2 separate regions of the Drosophila melanogaster genome follow, and region 2 is linked to region 1. A link is a contact called in public Hi-C data. All regions are on one chromosome and are shown on one strand. The core of a region is the stretch at or near the end of the contact, and the rest is flanking DNA. Distances in the headings are between cores, read along the strand shown. Region 1 holds the start of mys (myospheroid). Region 2 holds the start of CkIIbeta (Casein kinase II beta subunit).

The links. A called contact is a pair of places that touch in the nucleus more often than the background predicts.
Region 2: a Hi-C map of the Kc167 cell line shows a contact between it and region 1, with 2.0 times the contacts expected there. The contact joins the promoter of CkIIbeta here to the promoter of mys in region 1. A contact is called at or near these places in 2 of 107 Hi-C or Micro-C datasets (the Kc167 cell line and embryo).

The regions. Positions count from the first base shown.
Region 1 is chrX:8,058,359-8,063,619 of dm6, forward strand. It overlaps mys (myospheroid), which reads left to right and starts at 3,287. Exons shown (of 7, transcript NM_080054.3): 1 at 3,287-3,367. It also overlaps a transcript of fs(1)h not described here.
Region 2 is chrX:11,789,878-11,795,138 of dm6, forward strand. It overlaps CkIIbeta (Casein kinase II beta subunit), which reads left to right and starts at 2,656. Exons shown (of 7, transcript NM_206692.3): 1 at 2,656-2,809; 2 at 3,566-3,641; 3 at 3,921-4,023; 4 at 4,097-4,288; 5 at 4,942-5,131; 6 at 5,228-5,261. The coding sequence starts at 3,570. Karl (karl,) reads left to right here. Exons shown (of 5, transcript NM_001298208.1): 3 at 981-1,118; 4 at 1,184-1,307; 5 at 1,481-2,376. The coding sequence ends at 1,854. It also overlaps asRNA:CR44962.

The DNA of each region.
Region 1 (5,261 bases), core at 2,037-4,536:
TCACCAAGCACTCAACTCATTAATTAAATATTTTTATTTCTGTCCTGCTTAAAATCCATGCACTTGAACTACGGGCAAATATATCAATTTTATTTAAATAAATAAAATTCTCAAGTGAAGCACACTCACTGGCACACACACATACTAACGCACGCTCTCGACTGAAAGTTGCAGCTGCTCAGGCGTGCGGTAGAGCGAGACAACAGTAGGGGGCTACGTAATACGTAGCCAAATGCAAATATGGCGGCATGTCGCCGTCCATGTGTGTTTGCGTTCGAGTGTGTGTGTGTGAAGTGGCATTCGGACGAGGAGAGCATTTGTTGTTGTAGGTTTTAGTGCCATCGTTGTGTATCTGCAAAAAGAGCGAGCGAGCGAGAAAGAGGGAGCGGGTCTGATAAAGAGTCATGGGATGGAAGGGGGTGGGAAAGGGGAGCTGCCTCTAGGTTAATAAATCGTGCTAATAGTGGCACGAATTTAAAGCCGGTTTACATGGCAACATGCAGCAAATGCAGAAGCCGAAGAAGAAGCAGAGGCATCAGAAGAAGCAGCAAAAAACGAAGAGCAAAGCACCAAAAAAGCATCAATGAATTTGAATTCACAGCTAGGGAGAGAGAGAGTGAGAGAGCCGCCGCACCGCAATCGAAATTTTGCGCTTATTTACGATAAACATATCTTCAATTTAGCGCCCGACAAGTAAACAAACAAATTGCGTTTGCCTATTTACGCGCCAACCAGCAAAGTGCAGCAGCAACAACAATTGAACACAAACGAGAGCGAATAAACGAAAATCCTAAATGCCGGTAAAAAGTACATATGCAGATATATGCGATTTATAGAAAGAGAGAAATGGAAATTGGGAGAGGGCGCGAAGTCATTTGCCATTGAATATTATGATAAAATATAGGAAATCTGTGGGATGCACAGATACTATTTATTTATAGTGAATAATATATATGAATAATATTCACAGTATAAAGGAAAATCTCTCAAAATATAAAAGTGAAACGAACAAATCTTTCCAACAAATCACATCTTTGGGAATGTAAATAGTAAACTAGATTAGTTTATTTATTTTTATAATAATCATTTGGACTGCTTTGCTTTCAAAAACGATATGATGTTGCATTCGAGTTAAAAGAAATCTAGGATCAGTAGAAGTAGCAGATTAATTCGAAATCACCCTGGGAACATTTGGTATCTCAGTTATTGCACAGTTAAATTGTAAATAAACATGGAATGCATCGTTTTCCCAGGCCACGGGGAAAAAAGGGTTGTTGCGGCAGTTGAATAAATCCGGGGAAAAGCAGCTGTCGTGTCGAAATTTCCCTCCATTTTGCCGGGTTGCTGACCCCTAAGCAAATACTCGAAAACTAGCAGAAAATGCAAAGTGTCCTTGGGGCAAACCGAAGAGGCGCGCTCTTGTGTCGTTTTCCACTGTGCGAAGGTGGGCGGCTAGTGGTGGAGGAGGCGGGGGTAAACGCCACGTGCGCTGCACTTTTTAAACTTACTTTTCCTTTGGATTTTATCGTTCTTCTTTTCTTTTTGTTGTTTCGTTAAATCCACTCGTTCTGTTACTGTTTATTCGCTATTATGGGCGAATATATGTATATATCCGAATGACTTTTGATTTTGGCTTTGTTTATGGCCGCGCTGCCGCTGGATGTTGATTTTGTCTTAGCCAAGTTTAGCTTGTCGGTTTTGTTTGTTGTTGTTGCTGAATTGCGTTGTTGCTATTGTTGCTGAATTTTGAATTGAACATATACAACATACAGATTGTACACGATTGTTAAAAAGTTGCAACTGTAAAAATAAAAACAAAAAATATTGGTCACATCGGGCACTATTTTTTTTCTCGAGATTTTTGGATTTGCGCGCGCCAGAGAATGAGTGTGGCGTAAAGAGAGGGAGAAAGAGTAAAATCCCCAGCGACAAATGTAACGTAACCCACAACGTAAGCGTCTTCTGTACGTCACCACGCTACGTAGGCCACGTAACGGTATGCTAACGTTACCGACGGCGCCGCAAAACCGCAAAATCAAAAAATACAATAACAAAATCGACAAAATTATAGATTTTCAATGTGCACGTCGGTTTCTTTTTGCTAGCGAAAATCAACTAGCGCTAGTATATTTTGCTTTTGTTTTTTCTCATTTCGAGTGAAACTTTTCGCGCGCTTCTGCGTGTGTATTCCTCTTTTTTCGTTTTTTCTTCTTTTATTTGTTAATATTATTCACTTGGTGACTACACACGTTCATGCTCATGCCCCCTCACTCGACACACACACGCACACACACTGACGAACGTTTCTGCTTCTTGCTCCTCTTTCGTTCGCTTTTGTTCCACCACCGAAAAAAATGAAAAAAAAAATTTGTCATGTCCATTGAAGTCTCACATTTTTCAAATGCATTTTTTGGCGCTAAAATCTTATAAATTTCAACATTTTTCCATTCGCATCTGATCCCCCGCAATTAGCACTCCACTTCGAACACAAATTTATATAATTTTTGCCATTTTTTACCACAATTTTTAGTAATTTCTACACACCGATATATACGTACGCGCTACGATTTTTCGACAAACGCGCGAGTTTCTTCTGAGTCGCCATCAAATATACAAAATTTTTTTTCGAAATTACTGAAAATGCGAATACACACGCACACATGGACAGCCGACGGGCACGAGGCGCACGCGCTTGGTACATGCGGCTATGCCGCTCTAACGCACTGCTTTTATTGATAAATCGAGAGCGGGACAGCTAGAGCTACCGGCCGAGAGAGAGCATGTGAGAAGAGCGTTCTGTGCGAGTGTGTGTGATAGAGAGAGCCAGAGAGCAAAGTAGTCACACATACTCTCGCAAACTCATAGTGGCTTTCGTTCTCTCCTTTTCTCAACCATTTGCACGTACTTTTAGCTTTTTCATATGGCTATTTGGGAAATTCACCAGCAGTTTACACTTATGCTGTTGTTAGTTTTAATCCATTTATACTGGTAGAACGTAGATTCGTCGGCTACTTTACATTAATTTCGTAACGTAAGCGCAACAAAAACAAGGCTGTCATCGATATAAGCAGGCGTTTTTGTCTGAAACTATCGTGCAATAAGTGACTCCGATAACCAGAGTTCCTTTACGTGTTTCTCGATTACTTATCGGATTGTGTTTGCGAGCACAAATGTCTCTTTTAGCGGAGACACAGTCCTCCAAAACTGTGCAACACTGTTCCTAGGCTCGGTGTGACCAGAGCTATTTAACAACACTGGCGAACATCGGATGGCAAATATCGAAAGAACATTGACTGTTGTTCCACCCCCTGCTGACACCATCTGGTAACACTGAACAACAGACCAGATCCGCGGACAAAGCAAAGCAGTAAATATTAATTTAATCCAAATCCAATTCCCGACACCAATTGGCGGCCTTCAGCTGCTGCTTCTGCAGTCGAATTGTATTTTTTTTTTTGGTTTTTCGTGTCACCCGATAAGAGTTAAATTCGCTGATCTAGCGAATAACGGTGGCAAGTAATTGTAATAACTGCGTGTGTGCACAGTGCTAGTGTTTAGTGTGCGAGTGTGTGCGTGTGAGTGGGAACTCCACAAGTGTGCGAGAAGGCAAATCAAAATAAGAAAAGTGCCGCCCTGATGGAAATTAATATCGCGAATTATCAGCGAAAACGCAGCGAAAGTTAAGCCAAAGTGCTGCGATTAATCAGATAGCGGGTGAAATAGTGGGTATTACGTAAGAAATCAATGGATTCCGGGCTGCATTTGCCCAAAAAAAGAGGAAGCAATATCGAAGCGCTACTTTTATCTCCTCTTTTTTCGATGATTTCATTCGCAGTGACGACACACAGGCACGCACACACCGAACGCCGTATCTGTGTGTGGGTTGTTTGTTGAGCTAAAAAAAATAATGAATCCTCACGATACATTCACTCGTTTCATTTTTTTTGTTATTATTATTCATCATATTTATTTATTTCTTTGAGTGTGCATATCGGCGACTTCGCGACGCCAATTGCTGATTACGCCCCCTCCCTTTTCAGTGCAACTTCCCCACCCCGGAGATCTTGCACTCGAACTAAAAATCGAGTAGAGTACGTAGGCAGAAGCGAAAAGAGCGTACAAAAATCAAGAGCTCAGTGGCAGCAGCAGGAATTTGTGTTTGTCAGGGGATTGCCCAGATTTTCGGGGTAATTGTCCACTTTATAAACAGCCAACCGAATTTGAAACCAACTGTAACTGGAAGTAAAAACCAATTTTACCAAAGCTATCAAAAAAAAAACAATAAAAAAAATGAAATCCTCTGCGCGCCGCTGGTTTAACCAGTACGCCCACATGTGGGCGGCCCAGATGTGCCTCGTTTTTGGCCCAATGGCTGTGGGCGTCCATCCGTGGTTGAAACTATGCGCTGCAGATGCTGTTTACTCAGGCGGTTTATAGTATTACGAATTTGCTAGCTAAAAAACTGATTAAAACTACTACTAAGTGCACAACTCATAACTTTGATATGCTGTGACTGGGTGTATAAATGATAATCGAATGAAATTATTCAATCCAAGGGTATATAAACATGGGCTTAGTCGTTTTTAGTTTGTTTTCCTTTCGGCACACGATCTGCTGCAAATCAAGCTCTGTGGTGTGTTAGTGTTCGTTGTGTTGTGTGTGCGTGGGCGTTTAAAAATAGCCGACCAACACAACACCCATACGTATACGTAATCTGCAGCCCTTTTTTTTCCGTTCCGTGCATATGGAATTTTGATTTGAGTCTTGAGTGGCTTGGAGTGAGTGATTCATGTGGCTTTAGGCGGAAAGGAAACCCAGCGAAGCTGACTCAATGACCACTCATTGTTCGTTCGGCCTTTGTTTACATTTTGCCAGGAGCCAAGAGAGCGAGAGAGCGTGCTAACGGAACGTGCTCGAATGAGTAATTCGCATTGCATTTGACGTTTATCGAAAGCTCTCTTCCTTCCGCTTTTTTCCTTTTCTTTTCGGAGGCCAACAAAAAAAAACAACAAAAGCACGCAGGCACGCACACCCACACACAAGTTCGTACATCAATCGCTTGGTGTGTGTGTGTGTTTGTGAGATGAGTCATCTGGCCAAGTTGATGAGAAAATAAAATTAAACATTAAGGTAGAGCGAAAGAAACAACAAAAAAAGGGGACAGATGTGCGGCCATTTGCTGTTGTTTGTTGTTGCAATAAAGAAAAAAGCAGGGCACGCGGAGAAAGCAGTGCTCGACAAGCAGTGCAGTCAGCAGCTGG
Region 2 (5,261 bases), core at 1,406-3,905, 3.7 Mb after region 1:
TGCCAAAATCAATCACACTTTCTAAGTGGCTCAGACGTCGTCTGAGTCTTGTCTTGTCTTCTCTTCTCTTCTCTGCCCGTCCCCTTTCTTCTCACTCCCCTCTCTTCATCGTCTGCATCTCCGTTGGCGGCGACAATTGCACTTTGATGCAGGTGCAGTTCGACAAATACTGCTACGAATACAAACACCGAAAAGCGAGCCAAAAGTCAGAAAACAATCAGCAATAATAGACAAAAGACACGCACGTAGAGACCCGAAGAAAGAGATGGCGGGAAGACAGTGCCGAAAGAGGGGGTGCAGTGAAAAGGGGATAAGGGGGGGGGGGGGGGCACATGCGGTGCAATGCGCTTTTGAGGCGCATCAATCAGAGGCTGTCTTGCGTCTGCATCTCGTGTCTGCGCGTCGCGACTTGCAAAACAGCGAAAGAGACGGCAACAGCGGTGCAGAGAGAGGGACGGCCATACTGACTTCTCAATGAACTGTCAGTAGTCAATCACGGTGACAGCGCTAACGGCTTTCGTCGTCTGTCGCTTCTTCGACTCTTTCACCAACCGAAGTTTGTTTTGTTTTGTGGTCGCCAGGGCAAACAATGTAAATACACACATGCAGCTAGCTAAGTTGAATTGGGATTATAGCCAAGATGCATTTGTGGTCTTAACGTTTATTGGGCATATTTATTAGCAGCCCTGACCTCTCAAATATCATAATAATGATCGTACACCAGGGTTTTTAAATACCCATTAAAAAGCACGACTGTCTCAAGAGTTATTATAAATATAAGATATGTATGTGAATCTTAACCAGAAACCCTCGCTGTCTAATGTATATATATATAGGTAATAGAAAAAAACTCCTATCATAAAGTATAATAGATCTTTATCATTATAGATTACATTATATATTATATTATACAACATTATAAAGACCTCCTCTAAATTACTTACATATCTAACTTATTATGGAACTAATTTTCCGTTTAGGTGGGAGCCATTAAGAACTTCGATTTGGAGCGCATGATGGGCTGTTGGCACGTGGTTCAGTATTACGCATCCACAGAGGAACTTCCGGAGTACGCGTGCATGCGCAGTCACTTTTCCTTTTCCAAAGAGGATCAGCATGTGAGTGGCAGCAAGGACCTTTATCCCTATTACAAATTATACCTCAATACCTCAATTTAAATTAGATAACGATGAACTTTAGCTACATATTTGCGGAGGATCCGCTGCGCGAGAAGCTCGTGGGCAACATCACCTGGATGATACCCAAATTCCAAGAGCCAGGACATTGGCAGCACACGGAGGACATATGTGAGTGATGGAAATGTTTCTACAATCAAATTCAAAACGAAAATCTATTCAAAATGTAGTTGTGATACGTTTGAAGTAGTTTGGTAATTACTATGCCAAAGAGTAATTCGATCTGCCCGGGTTTAATATATGTTTTAAGCAGTATTTTCGTTTCTATATGTACCTCCTTGCAGATGAGGGCATCTACAACACATACGTTCTGGACACGGACTACGACACCTGGGGCCTGGTGATGCACTGCGCCGAGAAGAAGAAGCAACCACGTTACCTGTCCGCCCTGCTTTTGTCGCGGAAAACATCGTTGGCCGACAACGAGATCAGCTTTCTGCGCGGCAAGTTGCCGCAGGATATCGACACATCCTTTATGTTTAACATCGGGCAGGAATCGTGCGACAATCTAATGGAATCTAGTCGCGACGATCCACTGGCCTATGTTGTGAATGGACGCAAGAGAGCCAAGGAAATCTTCAAAATTATCAATAAGCCTGACGGCAGAGTGCGCGCTAGTAGCGAAGCGAGAAGCTATGAGCAAAGCGAGAAGCTGTGAGCAAAGCGAGTCGATGGCAGAGTAAGAGCTAAGCGAGAAACGAGCTACATTGCTCTCTTTTAGTTATTAATGTGAACGTGATGGATTCGGACGAGGAATTTTTTGCATCAAGCGCAACTATTAACTTTCTGTTAAAACTGTCGTCCACCCTCTTAACTGAAATAGAAATGAAAAAGGCGAATTCAATAATTTATATAAAAGGTTATTTACAGAATGGAACAAGACAAAACAAAATAACGTGTGTTTTGAAAATAAACGGTAATATAGCGCAGAATATAACAAAACAATCGTACGCCCTGAGCGAGTTGAAGCGATAAGGCCTTGCTCTCGCTTTTTCGCTTAAGCTCGCAACTCGCTTCGCTCTCACTCTGACATCTTTCGAGCGATTGCGCTTAAAATGCATGCAGTGGGTTTATCGCTCGTTCTTGTATTATTAGTCTAATCAATCAACTAAGAGAAAATATTATACGAAAACCCGATTTATTTTGTCAATAATACAAATTTAAATAAGCACTTTCAAACATTTCAAACTTTCAACATAGTGTTACCATACAACTAAACGAAATAATACCTTAAAGTAGTTGTAAGAAAATATTGCTAGCTGCAATCGGTAAATTATTTGACAAATGGCAAAACAGCCAACTAAATGCTGGTAATAAACAATATTTTAATATTTGGCTTGATTTGCTTATTTAACAAATAATTCCGCGTTTTGTTTGGTTAATTGCTTTTCCGAACCAGTGTTGCGAAACGCGCAATCCCGATTAGCCGATACATCGCTTAGCGATGACACGGCGCCACATCGATTGGCAATCGCCTGCGGACAGCGCAGGACAGCGGTAATCGATAGTCGAGATTGCATACCTGATATCATCGTCTTCGCTACAATATTTGCCTTTACCGGTTCAGCTGCAGTACAAAAGTCGATCAATTTGAGTAATTATTAACAATTTGGGTGAGTGCTGGCCACTGGAAGATAGCCGCAGCGGGAAAAATACAGAATAGCAAGTTGGTGTGCGTTGGATTGCGCTCATCGGTGTAAAGGCGTGCGTGTGTGCACGTCCCTATGTGCGCTTCGCGGTGTGCGTGTTTGCTTGTGTGCGTGTGGTGGCCCCTGTATATGTGTCTCTTTTTTTCTCAATTTCCAACAGTGTGTGCTTCTTCTTGCTGCTCGGCACATTTTGTATGAGCGCTTGTCAATTGTCACAATACGAGTATAAAAATTTATTTTTATGCCCCCCGACCACACGAATTTCAACGGTGCGATCACCGAAAACTAGTAACATTGTACAAGCAACGCGAATTAAACGGAAAACCGAAAACAAAAACCCCAAAAGGCCAATCCAACCAAAAAAAAAGAGGAGGAAAGAAGAAAAAAGCGGAAAAAGAGAGTGTGGTTTGTGCGAGCAACAAGAAGCGGAACCAAAAGGAAACGTGAAGAAAGCAGGGGGGGTGGGGTAGACAAGAAAGTGCCAAGATTCCGTTCCAAGATATTTTAACAATAAATTTCGCACGCCAGCCCAAATTACGCAAAATAATCCCCTTAATGTATGTAATAGTGCGTGAGCGTTTGTCCCAGTGTGTGTGCCATGATTGCCTGTGTGTGTGAGAGTGCGGTGTGCATGTGTGGTATGCGTGTGCAGGATAATTTGTCAGCAAAAAAAAAACGATGAAAATATGAATTAGCAACTCCATTCGCTTATCTTTGCAGCAAAATGAGCAGCTCCGAGGAAGTCTCCTGGGTCACCTGGTTCTGTGGACTTCGTGGCAATGAGTTCTTCTGCGAGGTGAGATATCATCATCATATCAGCATCAACGACGAATTACCCGCGTTCTTCGCTGTAATCGCGTTATCTAAGCGCGCGCTATAAGTGCAACAATTGCAAAGTGCAGCCCTCAATCTCTGCCTTTGCGCGCGCGTGTGTGTGTGTGTGTGTGCGTGTGTGCCGCAAGGTGGGGCAATACCGAGCCCAACTGTACACACATGTCCAGATAACACACGATATAGTGGATATATGACAGTATATTCCAGTACAGATCCTAATTGCATACGCTTTTGATTCCAGGTGGATGAGGACTACATACAGGATAAATTCAATTTAACTGGTTTAAATGAGCAGGTACCCAACTATCGGCAAGCGTTGGACATGATCTTGGACTTGGAACCGGGTAAGTTTAGAATGGGCTGTTACCCATATCCAAAATTGTAATGTATATAGCTAATGCGCCTTACCATCCACAGAGGACGAGCTCGAGGACAATCCACTGCAGTCCGACATGACCGAGCAGGCCGCCGAGATGCTCTACGGCCTCATACACGCCAGATATATACTAACAAATCGCGGCATCGCTCAAATGATCGAGAAATATCAAACTGGCGATTTCGGACATTGTCCACGTGTCTACTGTGAAAGTCAGCCCATGCTGCCATTGGGTGCGTAACCAGATCCTTGATCAATCGCTCTTACCTATAGCTAACAAACATAGTTGCGAATCTTTCTGCGCGTAATTGATTGTAATCTAAAAAAAAAAAAAAAAAACAACATATCTACGAGGAACCTCGTGCTTTTCTGCCTAGTAATTACATAGCCAGAAACTATCAACGCGATTATTGGCACAACTTCTAATTGAGTTTCCTGAATAGCATATCATTGGGGCTTTCCCATGAAATCTTACACCAAGAAAAAAACAACGCATTCTTAATAGAAATTCTACCTTAATTGTCTGGCTTGGCTTGCCCTAGTTAAAACCTTCGCAACGCTTCCCGATCTCCAATAAATTCTTACCGAAACTTCCCTAAACGTTGTTAACGATCAAATAAAGCAATGCTGAATCAAATGCATGCACAAATGCAAGATAGGGTTTCACTAAACAAGGTCCCTCAATTTCTGTGAAAATTAACTAGGCCAAAGTGGCTAGACGAGCCTTGTAAACATTTCTGCTATTAATGATAAATGATCATGATGGATATCATGTTGAGTTAAATCAGGTTAAATATGTTTGTACCAGATTTCACCGATGAATTCTGACTTTTTCTAGTTGCTAGTTGCTCTGCCAGTGGTCTAATCCTTTGATTATTATCCTCAGGTCTGTCGGACATCCCCGGCGAGGCAATGGTTAAGACCTATTGCCCCAAGTGCATTGACGTGTACACACCAAAATCGTCGCGTCACCACCATACCGATGGCGCCTATTTCGGCACTGGATTTCCACACATGCTCTTCATGGTGCATCCCGAATATCGTCCCAAGCGTCCTACTAATCAGTTTGTTCCAAGGTAAGATTTATACCCATTACTGTATATGCACATTGTTAATATGCTCTTTTGTTTTATGTGCCCGATACGACGTCAACTTGATCATCACATACATAGGCTATATGGATTTAAAATACACAGCTTAGCTTAT